Linked DNA regions of Mus musculus: all the other regions are linked to region 2. A link is a contact called in public Hi-C, HiChIP or PLAC-seq and promoter capture Hi-C data. All regions are on one chromosome and are shown on one strand. The core of a region is the stretch at or near the end of the contact, and the rest is flanking DNA. Distances in the headings are between cores, read along the strand shown. Region 1 holds the start of Trim37 (tripartite motif-containing 37). Region 2 holds the start of Dhx40 (DEAH (Asp-Glu-Ala-His) box polypeptide 40). Region 3 holds the start of Rnft1 (ring finger protein, transmembrane 1). Region 4 holds the start of Gdpd1 (glycerophosphodiester phosphodiesterase domain containing 1).

What was found. Promoter capture Hi-C pulls out the DNA fragments that hold promoters and counts their contacts. A called contact is a pair of places that touch in the nucleus more often than the background predicts. HiChIP or PLAC-seq counts read pairs in DNA pulled down with a chosen protein or histone mark.
Region 1: a Hi-C map of cerebral cortex shows a contact between it and region 2, with 2.4 times the contacts expected there. The contact joins the promoter of Trim37 here to the promoter of Dhx40 in region 2. A contact is called at or near these places in 1 of 39 promoter capture datasets (hippocampal neurons), 1 of 484 Hi-C or Micro-C datasets (cerebral cortex), 2 of 115 datasets of contacts at active chromatin or transcription factors (astrocytes and embryonic stem cells) and 1 of 9 other capture datasets (adipose tissue).
Region 3: a contact with region 2 is called in a promoter capture Hi-C map of erythroid cells, with 7 times the contacts expected there. The contact joins the promoter of Rnft1 here to the promoter of Dhx40 in region 2. A contact is called at or near these places in 3 of 39 promoter capture datasets (erythroid cells, hippocampal neurons and pre-B cells), 1 of 15 datasets of contacts at CTCF or cohesin (the NIH/3T3 cell line) and 1 of 9 other capture datasets (liver).
Region 4: a contact with region 2 is called in an H3K27ac HiChIP or PLAC-seq map of microglia, with 8 times the contacts expected there. The contact joins the promoter of Gdpd1 here to the promoter of Dhx40 in region 2. A contact is called at or near these places in 9 of 39 promoter capture datasets (the 3T3-L1 cell line, the C10 cell line, cranial neural crest and 6 more), 1 of 15 datasets of contacts at CTCF or cohesin (the NIH/3T3 cell line), 4 of 484 Hi-C or Micro-C datasets (bone marrow-derived macrophages, embryonic stem cells, nephron progenitors and 1 more), 14 of 115 datasets of contacts at active chromatin or transcription factors (the SCID.adh cell line, astrocytes, bone marrow-derived macrophages and 9 more) and 4 of 9 other capture datasets (adipose tissue, liver, macrophages and 1 more).

What each region holds. Positions count from the first base shown.
Region 1 is chr11:87,125,348-87,128,704 of GRCm38.p6, forward strand. It overlaps Trim37 (tripartite motif-containing 37), which reads left to right and starts at 1,728. Exons shown (of 24, transcript NM_197987.2): 1 at 1,728-2,147. The coding sequence starts at 2,127.
Region 2 is chr11:86,806,320-86,809,832 of GRCm38.p6, forward strand. Dhx40 (DEAH (Asp-Glu-Ala-His) box polypeptide 40) reads right to left here and starts at 1,341. Exons shown (of 18, transcript NM_026191.2): 1 at 1,119-1,341; 2 at 141-308. The coding sequence starts at 1,230.
Region 3 is chr11:86,483,238-86,486,396 of GRCm38.p6, forward strand. Rnft1 (ring finger protein, transmembrane 1) reads left to right here and starts at 1,420. Exons shown (of 9, transcript NM_029788.5): 1 at 1,420-1,562; 2 at 2,824-3,159. The coding sequence starts at 2,875.
Region 4 is chr11:87,072,667-87,075,823 of GRCm38.p6, forward strand. It overlaps Gdpd1 (glycerophosphodiester phosphodiesterase domain containing 1), which reads right to left and starts at 1,471. Exons shown (of 10, transcript NM_025638.2): 1 at 1,170-1,471. The coding sequence starts at 1,311.

The sequences.
Region 1 (3,357 bases), core at 478-2,977, 320 kb after region 2:
ATATACCATAATCTATAGGCTACTGTTATCATCTGTTATACTACAGGGCAAAGGTTTCTCCATATTGTTGAGAATTCCAAATGCCATAATATTTCCCACAAACTTTTGATTGTTTTTTTAGTCTGGCGACTTAGCCCAGGCTGGCTTTGAACTCACTAAGTAGACCAGGCTATTCTGGAGATGGTTTCTGCCTGGTCATGAAAGGCTATGATTAAAAGCTAAAGACATGTACCACCACACCCGGCCTCCACAAATTTTTAGGTATAGATTAAATTTTAAAGTGTAAATAGAATGTGGTGGCATACCTATGTATATCCTAGCACTGAAGAGGCTAAGGAGGGAGTTGAAGGCTGGCATATGCTTTATAGCAAGTTCTAGGTCAGTGCAGGTGACATGGGAACATCAGCAAAAAGGTACAATTCAGGACACGTTAGTAAAATTATTCTGCAACTATCAGCCTGCATCTAGTTCAAAGACCATAAGTGGTTTGAAATGAAAGCCTTTTTTGCTTTTGGTTTTTCAATACACGGTGTCATTGTGTATCCCTGATTGTCCTGGAACTCCACCTGCCTCTGTCCCCCAAATGCTGGGACTAAACGAGTGCTCCACCATGCCCAGCTTGTGAAAGCATATTCTATCTCTACTTAATTAAATTATGTGTGTGTAGATTATTTTGGGTTATATTAATATATGTGCATGTGAGTGTGGGTGTTTTAGGTGGGCAGAATGGAGTTGGAGTATAGGCTGGAGACCAAAGGCAGGGTTAGAGAGTGGTCCTCCCCCGGAGTAGCAAGTATTCTTAACCTCTGGGCCATCCGTCCTACCTCCATAAATCTTGTTTATAGTTCATATAATTTTTAAAAAATGTTGCTAGTAACGAAAAGATTCTTTCTAGATTATCAATTCTCTGGATTGGGTTCATAAATAACTTTGTAATAAGCTTAAGAGAAGAATTAAGATTTAAGTATTTGACCAACGCCTTTTGTCTCACATACCCTCAATTTCTGCACCCTAACTGGTCTCTTCTGGAAGGAATTTAGAAGCGATTCCCTAGACTCTTTGTTAGTCCCCATAGCAAAAACAACTCAAGCTGCAAGAAAGCCTTAGTCGGTGGGATGTGGATCCAATTGTCTCACCAAAATGAGAAGACGTGGTACCTCTCCCCTGCAATCCTTACTTCCAGGAAGCTTGGAGACTTCACTATACGTCCAGTCTATCATGAACTAAAGAAACCTTGTCTCAAAATAACAGGTCAAGAGAAATCGCCGGTCCATTACAATTGGAGCTTTCAAATGCATTTACTATGGAGGGGGACTAAGTTTTTTTTTTTTTTTTTTTTTTTTTAAAGCTTAAAGTCTGCGTTTCCTCCCAGAGGCGGAAAGCAAACACTAACCAAGCAAGAGTTCCCGGCTCCAGGGTCTCCTTAGGTGACCCACAAACAATGGGAACGCAAATAAGACTCTCCGTCCCTTCCTAATACTCGGGAGCGTGGCTTCTTCCAATTAGGACGCACCAAGGAGCCTACATCACTGGCGGTAAAATCTGCGAGGCGAAGGGCACCGCGCCGACGCCCGACACGCCTCCCCGCGGCACCGCCTCTCCAAGTCTCGTGTGCTGCGCGCACCGCGGGAACCGGGCGCCCGCCTCTCCTCCCGCCCCGCTCCGCCCCGCCCCTCCCCTCCCCTCCCGCAACGCCGAGTGCGCGTGCGCATCGCGTCCGCCCCGTTGCCGCGCCTCTAGCTGCCCTGGTTACCGTTGGTGTTTGCGAATTCTCTGTGGCGCCTGTTCCGCCCCGGACGGGCCCCGCGGCGGTTTTCACACGCGCGCGCCGGCGTCACGTGGGCCAGGGCTCCCACGCGGACGCAGGCCAGCTGCTGAGGCGGGAGGAAGGCGTTGCGGCTACCGCTAGCCCTTCCCTCTCCGCCCCAGGGCTGGCGCGCGGATAAAAAAAAATGGCGAAATGCGGGGTAGCCGGTGGGGAACCCGACGGGATGGGGCGCGGAGGTGGCACTGTTGTGGGAGCCTGCTGAGGTGAGCGCAGCTGACCTGGCGACCTCGGGCCGGCGCCTGACAGCGCAGACACGGACTCCGAGGGTCGCCGAGGGCCCCGCCGAGAGCCGGAGGCAATGGATGAGCAGAGTGTGGAGGTGAGGGGCATCACGGAGGGTGGCGGCTGGGCTCCTTTTCTATCCGGGGCCCCATGCGCTCGCCCTCCCTGTGGGAGGCAGCCTCTGCGAGTCGCGGAGAGGGAGGCTGGCCCGGCGGTAGTGCTTCCAGCCCTCAGCATGCCCGGTGCTGAATCTGTTCCGCAGTCAGGTGCTGCGGAGCTCCAGCGATGCCTTGGCACCTGCTCTCGTCGCTGTTTGCAGGCTGAGCCTTTCTAGAGCAAAATTGCAAATTCATCGGAAGGACTTGCCCTGCTTTCTCGCCACGACTTGCTCTGCATGATTAAACATTTTTTTCACCCTCAGCGGTTCATTTTGTAGGACACACACACCTCTCTCACACTCGACTGACTTAAAGACTAGTAGTTTCCAGCATTGATTCTTGTAAGATGATTTCATGATTGGGGTATTTCCATAAAGGCTAGAATCATCAAAACGATTGCTTGGGGGCTGGGGGGCGTGAACCGTTCAGAGACTAAAGTACTACATGATTTTTGCTTTTTAAAAATAAGGGATAACTTACTGAGCATTGCTCTTGAGATTAACCCAGTTCACCCCCATGGTTTTATTGTCTTCCCAAAGCCAGTTAAGAGTCCGCATCTCTCAGGACCTGGTCTTGCAGTTATGACCATCAGTAATTTTCTACTTAATTGCTCTTGTGAAAGTTGTGTGAAGGTTTTGTAAACTTTTCTTGGTTTTAGGAGGGTTTAATTTTTCTGGAATGGAGTAAAAATAGACGTGGGTAAACTTCCCTGTTTTCAATTTTTTTTTAGTTATTAACTTAATGTCAATAGGGACACTCGCATTTATAGTGGCTGCAGATTTTCAGGCTCACATAATTAGTTGATTACATCAGGACAGAAATTCAGATTCTGAATTAGTTTGCCTCTAATCACGATATCTTTACAAATGTTTGTTTATTTAGTGTGTGCATGGGTGTGCATTGATGTGCCGGCGTGGAGGTCAGGACAACTTGGAGTTGCTTCTCCTTTTACCATGTGGGATTCCTGGGATAGAAGTCAGGTCTTCAGGTTTGGTGGTAGGAGCCTTTGGCAATGCTGAGCCACCTTGCCCGTTCCAGTATATCTTCTTAAAAATTTGCTCATGTCTGGACTCAGTGATGCATACTTTAATCCCAGCCCTTGGGAAGCAGAAGCAGGCAGATCTCTGATTTCTAGGCCAAGATAGTGAG
Region 2 (3,513 bases), core at 91-2,590:
AGAAAGCCAAGGAGACATAGGGAGGCTAAGGATCTGACAAAGCAACGCAGCAATGGGCATTTGCACACTACAGTACTTTCATTAAAATTTAAAGAATTTCTCTCTTTAGTGCTTCCAGCTTTATCCAAGAATAAAATTACCTGCTTCATAAAGGTATTTAGGGAGTTGAGTTGTTTTACCACTTCCTGTATTTCCAGTAACGATGAGGAACGAGTTGTCCCTCACAGCTTGAATGAGCTTTTTTCTTTGTTTCTGAATAGGAAACGTTGGAGTTGTTCCTCCCTCCTGTGATGTGCATCCTTTCTCTTCTGTAACAACACAAAAACAATTGTGCAATGAAAACACCTGAGAAGAGCTCTCTGACAATGGCTCAGACCTGAAAGAAGAATGCACAGGAATCGCACAACGGGAAAGATCAATCTATGACTTTTCAGTTACGTCAACCATGTACAAATCACACGTGAAAGTTTATAAACTCAGAATAACTTTTTTTGGTAAAATCAAACAACTTCAACATTGTTGATGTGTAACTCGCCGTACTTGACAAAGTCAGTCAAGCACAAGACAACGTGTATGTATGCATACCTACCTGGAAAAACTAAACTCAATTTTATTAAACAATAGATCAACAACCTGAGCACAGCAGAACAACTCTGAGAAGAAGAAGAAGCCACCTGTATTTGCTTCTGATTCACAGTTCAAGTTAGGTCCCTGTTCAGAGTGACTGATATCCCAGAAGGCCAAGTGGTGGGTAACCATGGAAACTGGCTCCTGGAAACGGGCTCCCTTCATACCGTACCCAAAGGCAGGCTGGCGGCCCGACGAAGGGGAGGGGGATGAACGGGTAGAGAACAAAGGCTTTATGAGGCTGTAGAACAGCAGAAGGCATTTGGGCGTTCGGGTCCACTTTCTTGCCCCCCAGAGAGGTTCTCACCCAACTTGGGTTTGGGACCGCCCCCTTCTAAGCCAAAGTGCTCACTGGACGCAAAGTTCGTCGTCTGGCTTAAAAGACCAAAAGAACGTCTAAGCTCCCTTCCCACCTCCTCTGCCGCCCACAGATGTACTTTTCGCCCCGCAAATAACTCCCTCCGGGTGCCACAGCGTCCCGCGGACCGTACCTCTGTCAGCGATGCGAACAGCTGACGGCCGCTCTTCCTGGAGCTCTATTGGCCGCTCGCCTTCCTCCTGCCGCCTTGGCGCCCTGCCCGCGACGGCGGGAAACCGGGACATAGACCCGGTCCGGAGAAGAAGCGAACACGTCCACGGAGCCGAGGAGATGGGAGGGGAAAGGCGAGGACGCGCCCTGATGACGTAGGGGTGTTTACTTCCGCGCGTGCGACTGGCTGAGAGGGGTGGGGGAGCGGCTCGATGACGTGGCGGCCTCTGCTTGGACGCGCACGGGCCCGCGCTCCTGGGGGCCCCGAGGCACCACCCCCAAGGAGTCCCGCCCATCGCCACGTGCCTCCGCCACCCGCGAAGTCACACCTGAACACCTGAGGGCCAGGTCACAGTTTGTCCAGTGTGGCCCTTAGTCACCACAGCATCCCCACAAGTCTTGCCTATCTCCAGATACCAGTTGAATGACCCTTTCCCAGGAGCCGAAGCCATCCTACAGTGTGACCTTGGGCAACTCACTTCCCTATCGTCCTATCAAGACACATAGTGCGGTCCAACTTGTAGTTCTGTAGTTTTCAAAACTTAGATTCCCATGCTGTTTCACTTCCTTCATGGAACCCTTCATTTACATTTATTTGCATATTTTCCATACCCTCCAAGAAGCTGGGAAGACACACATGATCCAGACTTCCGGAACACTATATATTGTACACCCAGCAGGGAGCAGTGATTTGAGGTGGACAATAGGGTTTGTTGAGGATAGATGAATGAATAACATCTGGGTTGTTGGTTGATTTTTTTTGTTTTTTTCGAGACAGGGTTAACATCTGTTTTAAAATAAGTTGACTTTTAGTGGAAGTACGTTCCTTAGAAAACACAACTGCTGAAAATTCTACAGATACACATTATCTGAGGTGGTGTGGTTTACTTATTTTTAAAGGTATGTTGGGGACTTGGTGTACAGTTCAGTGGTAGAATACTTATCTACGATATGAGAGACCCTGGGATTCAATACCCAGTACTTTATCAAAGCTGAGTGTGGTCCTAACACTTGCGAGGCAGAGGCAAAAGAGTTGCTGTGAGTTCCGGGTTACCACCAGGATAATTCTGAGAATGAGACTCTGTCTCAGAAGAGGAGGTGAATAAAGGGGAGAGGGAGAAAGAAGGGAGAGGAAAAGAGAAGGAAGGAGGGAGGGGGGGAAGAGGGGAAAAGGGAGGGAGGGAAGGAGGGGGGTTCTTGGACTAGTCCTTCAGTGATAATGCCAGCTGATTTTCTGAGTTGAGTTAATTATGAAAAAATGTGAAGAAACCTGCTTCTTACACTTAAATCACTATGTAGCCCAGGATACCCTAGAACTCATGATCTTCCAGCCTCAGCTACCCAAGTGCTAAATTACAGATATATGTGACCTTGTCCATTTGCTTCTTGCACTTTTCAGTAGTTCCTGCTGTTAAAATTAATCATGGTTTATAGGAAGGCAACATAAAACTACCATTCACTTATCAACCCAAGACCAAACTAGAAAAGATGTAAGATGTTACAAGAATCCAAGACTTTGCTTTAAAACGTACATGTATCAACTCCTTTTCAACGTAACTGATCAACAACTCCTTTAATGCAAGTTTATCAGAATTTGAATGATAGCAAGTCAGGTGTAACTTTCTAACGGCTGAGGCAATAGCCCTAGTGACAGGAGAACATTTTAGATTTCTCCAAAACATTAAAACCATCTCTGAACCTTTCGATTTCTATTAGTAATTCAAACTATTATGTCAGAAGAGATCAAAATATACAATTGTAGTCAGACCATGAAGATATTGGTGACCTCTGTAACTGAGCAACAGACCAGCTATTTCACAAAGTCACTTTCTAAGAAAATAAGCAGAATCATTTCAAATCAGGAATTGTGACCATTTACTAAGCAATTTGTATTTAAATGATTAAGTATTTGATATATACAGTTTTGGACAAAGTCTCACTATATATCACTATATAGCCCTAGATGGCCTGAAACTCATTAAGTAGATCAGGTTAGCTTTGAGCTCCCAGAAGTTTGCCTGTCCAGGGATATGGGATTAAAGGTTAATATTCTCTGGTTTTCACGTGTGAGAAAGAAATTTCTGAAACTTCCTCTTGGTGATGAAAAAGAGAGAGATAAGAAACCTCACAATCATACTAACCTAATACTGGAATGAGAAGTGGAATTATTTAAATGAGGAGTGTCTTTCAGTGGTTGTAACTCTTAGAGTTGACTCCATTTGTTGATAACCACCTAGCAAAATATCCAGAATAAAACTGGAAGCCACGAATTAAAGAAAACAAAGTCAAGGAGCCTAGATGGTAGCACCATCCAACCAAGGTTTTCCCAACCTTGGCCATGTAGACTATTTTACTAT
Region 3 (3,159 bases), core at 170-2,669, 320 kb before region 2:
AAATCTTTAAAAAAAAAAAAAAAGAGTTTTACTCTGTATCATAGATTGGCCTGGAACTCACAGCATCTTTCTGTCTTAGTCTTCAAAATTCTAGGATTACAATCATGAGCCACTAATGCTTATCATACGTTCATTTTAGTTTAAAATAAAACTACTCACATAGGATCTCTGCTGTGCACAAAATTTGCAGTCTCAGTTGGCTCCCTGGAACCCAAATAAAGGTAGGAGAGAAAATTTCCCAAAAGTGTCCTCTGTCGTACCAGTTCAGGCACTACCTGTCACCATCACGCACAGGCACAAATAGGCCTGTTCTACTTGGGACCAAGTCTTAAAAAAAGAGAGTGCTAATGTGCTGGTCACAGAGAGAAGCAGATCCAAAAGAGCATTGGGATTTTTTAAAGTGCTTTTTGACTTGAGAGAAATTTAAGAATAGTCTCAAGATGAATGAAGGGCTGAGGCTAAAACCAGTAGATTCAGTTATACTACTATGAAAGGAAGACAAAATTTCATGGCTAAGGAGATTTTGACAAGGTATTTGAAAGGTTTAAGTCAGGTAGAAAGACAAAATTACTGGACACGTAACTCAGAAGTGTCTCTGCAAAAAGCCAAGTGTGTGCAAAACGCCAGACTTTTGCCTAGTCACGTCAGCCTCCGATGAAATACTTAATTTCAAGAATCATAGGAATCCTGTTATACATATGATGTCCTAGATTTTCCAGAACTGTGTTTTTTTTTTTTTTCCTTGTAGTATCTTTTTTCCCCTTTAGTAGCCTTTATTTTAGAAGTCGAGTTCCCTGCTCGCCAACACGGGGTTTTCTAAATCTACTTCCAGGGCCTCACAAACTTCCTGGCGCGTCTGATATCCAGTTCTGGCACCCGGTTCTGGCACGAACTAGGGCACACTGTTCAACTTCAGGCTTGGAACCCGAATCCAGGTCACACAACCTCTCTGCCCAGGCAGCCCAGCGGGTCTGGCGTAGCTAGCAACACGCAGCCGGAAGCCAGATCGCGGCTCCCGGTACGCAGCCCGCTGCCGAGCAGGTTCCTGGACCTACCCATTTTCAACCTCAAGTACTGAAGGACTCCGAAGCGTGTGACTGATCACTAATACACGCAAGACGTGACAGCCACGCAGACTTAATTAGCACACACGTCCGCCACTACGCCACTCGTATAACATCACCAACAGGGCCACAGGGCGACAGGGCGGGTCTACGATGTTCAGGGCGGGGCCTAGATGCGCCCTCCTCCTCCTCCTCCCAGTGAAGGCGGGGCTAGGGACTCGGGACAGGGCCTAAAGGTTCCCTTCTCTGCTGGGAAGGGCGGGGCCGGGATGAGCGCGGGGCGGGGCCTAGAGGCTCCTTCTTCCACTGGGCGAGGGCGTGGCCCGGCGAAGGCGGGCCGCGCGTGACGACGTCTAGGGAGCGCGCGCGCCGCCGCGGGGCCAGGCCGAGCGCTGCTGGTGGCGTCCGAGGCTGAAGGCTTGGCGAGAAGGGCTTGCGGCCGCGTGTCGGGCTGTTGGTATTGTGGCTGCCGAGGCCGCCCGCTCCTGGTCATGAGAGGTCAGGCCTGGGGAAGGGGGTGAGGCGGAGGGTTTCCGGGGAGAAGAGCCGAAGCTCGGACGTGGGTGGAGAACTCTGTCCTCGCGGATTCCGGAAGAGTTGGCGTTGACTTTTCTTTCTCCCTTTCCCCTTTTCTTGTTTATGTATGAAGGAGGGCAGGTTTTGTGTTTCTTTTTTAATAGCAGAGACACAAACTGTCCTGTCCCAAGTCGCTCTTCAGAGAGTGAGGCGATAGAGCCGCTGTGGCTTCCGAGCCTCTTCGAAACGTCACACAGTAACTGCACGGTTTCAGCCAGCCAGCCTCCGCCGCAGCTAGCTCCATCGCGGGGGAAACGGGAGAGGCCCGGCGGTGGGCTCTGCGTTTCGTCGGGCGACAGCACGATTCTGGCACCCTGGTCCGAGATCCACACTGGATCACGTAGGGATCTTGCCCTGCCCACAGCCTCTCTTCTGACACCCCTAACCAAGCCGATGGTGGCATTTTTATTCGGGAGGCTAACTCCTTATTTAGACTAAAGCATCACTTAGCAATTACGTGATGACTCCCCCTAAGGGTCCTCTTTCAAAGGCATTTGACTAACATTCTTTTGGAAGGAGAAGCAATATTCTCGGTGGCACCATTAATTACTGAAAACCTTATTAGCTTTGTGGAAGCTGTTTCAGCATAAAATGAAGTGTTTATTATCTTTGTTGATGCTTAATTAAGGCACTGATTTTTTTCCTTCTAAACATTAATGAATCTGTAAAAAAAAATCTATTGTATTTATTTAGTGTGTGTGTCAGAGGACTTGTGGGAGTCAGTTCATTGCTTCCACCATATGAGTTTAGGGGATTTAACTCAAATTAAAGGTCTTGACTTACCCAGCCATCTCACCCACCCTTAGCAAACTTCCTGATGTGGACTCTGCCTCAGAGTACATGAGCCAACTTATTCAGCATTAGTGCTGCTATTCACTGTGGTATCTGCTGGGCACCCCTTTGACTCTTTGCTGATGTCTTTTGGCACATTTGAAAAATCAAGACATCTGCAGTGCTTTGTACTTTAAGTAGCCCCTGGTTCAAAACTCTTGGTTTGCCAAGTTGGACTTCGAGGTTGGAGTGGGGCAGGGCAGCAGAGCTTTGACAGTTGCAAAGATTGAAGGACCTGAAACTTGTCTGTGACTGTCAACTGCCCCTTTAGTGAACAAAGGACACCTAATGAACCGATGCACTGCTTGTGATTAACTTAGAATGCTTTCTGCTCTTTGATTTTACTTTTAAGGAGAAAGAGTCCTGAAGCAAAGACATTTTAGAGAGAAAATACTCAAGGGCCATGCAAGCCAGCTGTAACCAACTGCATGATCCTCCGGGCACTGCACATGAAGATGCTGCAGCCTCCCCGTGTGGTCATTCAAGATCAACAGAAGGTTCCCTTCACCCTGGGGATGTACATATCCAAATAAACTCCGGACCAAAAGAATATTCTGAAAATCCAAGCTCTAGAAATCCCAGGTCAGGCGTCTGTACTTGTGCCCATGGATGTGTGCATGGTCGTTTCCGGAGTTACTCCCACAGTGAAGCAAGACCACCTGATGACTTTGCTACAGAGTCTGGGGAA
Region 4 (3,157 bases), core at 221-2,720, 270 kb after region 2:
TCAGGCAATTTTAACCCGGTGCTATATTCACCCTAAAGAAAAGTTTAAAGTGACCGAAAATTTTCATAATTTATACCTTAAGATTGAAATGTCCTGGGCTGGTGAGATGGCTCAGTGGGTAAGAGCACCCGACTGCTCTTCCGAAGGTCCAGAGTTCAAATCCCAGCAACCACATGGTGGCTCACAACCATCTGTAAAGAGATCTGATTCCCTCTTCTGGAGTGTCTGAAGACAGCTACAGTGTACTTACATATAATAAATAAATAAATCTTTAAAAAAAAAATTAAAACTATTACTTATAAAAAAAAAAAAATTGAAATGTCCTGAAGCCACATTATTGAACAGCAGTGAAGAAGCAAAGATGTGGCCTGTTATAGTAAATTAGAAGGCGGAGCGGACTCGCTTCAACCCTTATATACTTGATATTGTATAAAAGCAATATACTTTTGCAAGAGAAACATCTTTAAAAAAATACTGACTGATCATAAGCTAAATATTTTAGTCTTTTAGAAGCCCACCAACCATTGCTGGGGTAATGTTCAAAAATCAAAGTAAAACAACAACCCAGGTGCTAGGTTTTGGAATCCTTAGAACCAGAACTCTCCAAGTTGCTTGTGCCACTTCAGTCCACACTCTGTGACCTTGGAAAATGTCCCTGGTTTGGAGACATTTCTCTCCAGAGCTCAATTACAAACGCGTGGAGCGTGGCATCGCAGACTCCTCAGCTCTCGCTCCAGGTACTCGCAGATCCTCAGCTCTGCCGGAGCCCAAGCTCTTCCCCACGGACTCAGCCACCAGCCTATTCCAAGCAGTCTGTCCGTTCCTACTTCCCCCTGCGGGTGTCTCCTGGATCTGCACCGGCTTTGTGCCAGGCTGCCAAGAAGGGACCTCCCGATCATCCCTCCATCGGCCGAGGAACGCCCCACTTCTGTCTCTCATCCTGCGCTTCTCCTCCTCACAGAAGCCCTGTCACCCTAGCTCCCCAGAGACGCCCACCAGGACTGGGACACGAGACCCCTTTCCTTCCCTCCCCTCCGGACCACTCATCTGAGGAAGCCCTCCAGTTCCAGGAGCCCATTCTTCGTCAGCCTCTCCAGAATCCCCATCCTCTACCTCCTGCTAGGAAGCCTCCCCCATCCCCGCCATCGGGTTCTGGGGACCCCTCTCACCTCCGCGGTGAGAGATGTGCCTACTGAGGAATCGCTGTTTCTTTCTCTGGTGCAGCAACGCTGGGTATTTAAGCAACAAGAACGAGGTGACCAAATATCCCCCCAGAGTAGAGAGAAGGCAAAAAGCCGCGGTGGACGACATCCTCGGTCACCGCCTTCTGGGCCTGAGACCCCGACTGTGCTGTGATGGTAGCAACGGCCGCAGCGCCGGCAGCTGCTCGAGGTCTGCTCGCCCTCAGCCGGTGCCCTCGGCGTAGCGCACTTGTTCGTGCGGACTCAGCACGCAGGCGCAGCCCGACCCCAGCGCCCGAGCAACAAAGGGGCTCAGATACGCAGGCGCGCTACGGCGCGGAGCGTTGGGCGTCTGGCAGCTGTGGTCCCACGCGCAGGTGCTTCGAAGAAGACCCCGAGGCAAGAGGTTGGAAACTTGCCAGTGGTTTTATTTGTTTGGATTTGTTTGGGCAGTCCCTAAGCCGAAAACGCTCTCAAGCCAGGATAGCCTTCGGGGAAAATCTGACGTAACTGGGAAATGTGCATCAAAGGAGGATTCCAGGCCAGGTCCTAGTCCTTTCTGTGGGAAAAGCGAAGAATTGTTACTGATACCTCGAACTCGTAGCCTAGTTGGTTAGATCGTACGGGATTCAAGCCCCAGTACAAAATAAACATGAATAAAGAAACTGACCACTAAGTCCTTTCCTATAAAGACTGGCAACTAACTTTTCCATTTTTCTTTTTCATCTCCTACCTTACAAACTAGAAATACAGTAGGAACCACGTTTTATGGGGGCAGGGTCTTGGTTTTGTGAGATAGGATCTACTTAGCCCAGTCCGGGCTTGAATTCACTATATACCAGAGGATAGAGTCTTCGACTTCAGGTTCTTCTACCTCAGCCTCCAGAGTGTTGGGATGGTAGGCAAGCCCAGCTGTGGATCGTATTTTATGCAAAGTAATTAGCCACAAAGGCTGTGGCTGTGGCTCAGTTGTAAAGCACTTTCCAAGCACATTCAAGGTTTGGATTTGTTTATTGAGACAGGGTGTCTCACTGTGTTGACTGTGTGCTGGCCTCTTGATTCACAGAGACCAGTTTGCCTCTGCCTTCTAAGTATTGGGATTCTTTTCTTTCCCTTTTCTCCTCTCTCCCTTCCTCTCTCCGTTCTCTCTCCCTCCCTTCCTGTCTCCTCCCCCCCGGCCCCCCCCCCCCTTAGAGACTGGGTCTCACTATGTACCGAGGCTGATCTGGAACTCGCTATGACAATAGGGCTAGAGATCCACTTGCGTCTGCCTTCCCTTAAGGCCAGGGGTTTGAGTCCCAGGACAATTGCAACAACAGGCAGACTCACAGTATTGAGCTCCGGCTGGCTTCAAACTCCTAAGGGTGAAGCAGTCTTTTGGTTTCATCCAGCTCATTAGCTGGAACTGCAGGCAAGGGTTGCTGCACCCGATCCTATCTCGTTTATTTATTTTTTATGCATTTACTTATTTCCTGTGTAGTGTATGTGTGTGCACGTGTAAAGGCAGAGGACAACCTAAGGAGACCTAAGGTGGCAGCTCCTTTTCCCACTAAGCCATCTTGCTGGGTCAAGTGGCAGCTTTTGGAAAGGTGGTAAACACTCTATTTCACAAACATTGGGACTAAAATATCTAATCCTGTCAGGACACTATTTTAAATGTATCTGGGAAAATAGGATCAATTACAATACACTACATTGGGTCTCAACTTATTTTGCACTTATCTAATTGATAGCATAATCACAATTGGTGATTGTCATATGCTGGGGAAAGTTACTATAGATTGGTGAGATTTAGCAAATTATTTCATAGAATAGGTATTTAATTAAAGAACATTTAAGTCAGGCCTGAGGGTACAGGTCTGTAATCCCAGCAACTCTGGAGGTTGAGGCAGTAGGATTGTAAAATCTAGGTCTGCCTGGGTTACAGAATGAATTCAAGCTAGTTACTGTTTTCAAATATTAAGAACAAACAAGAG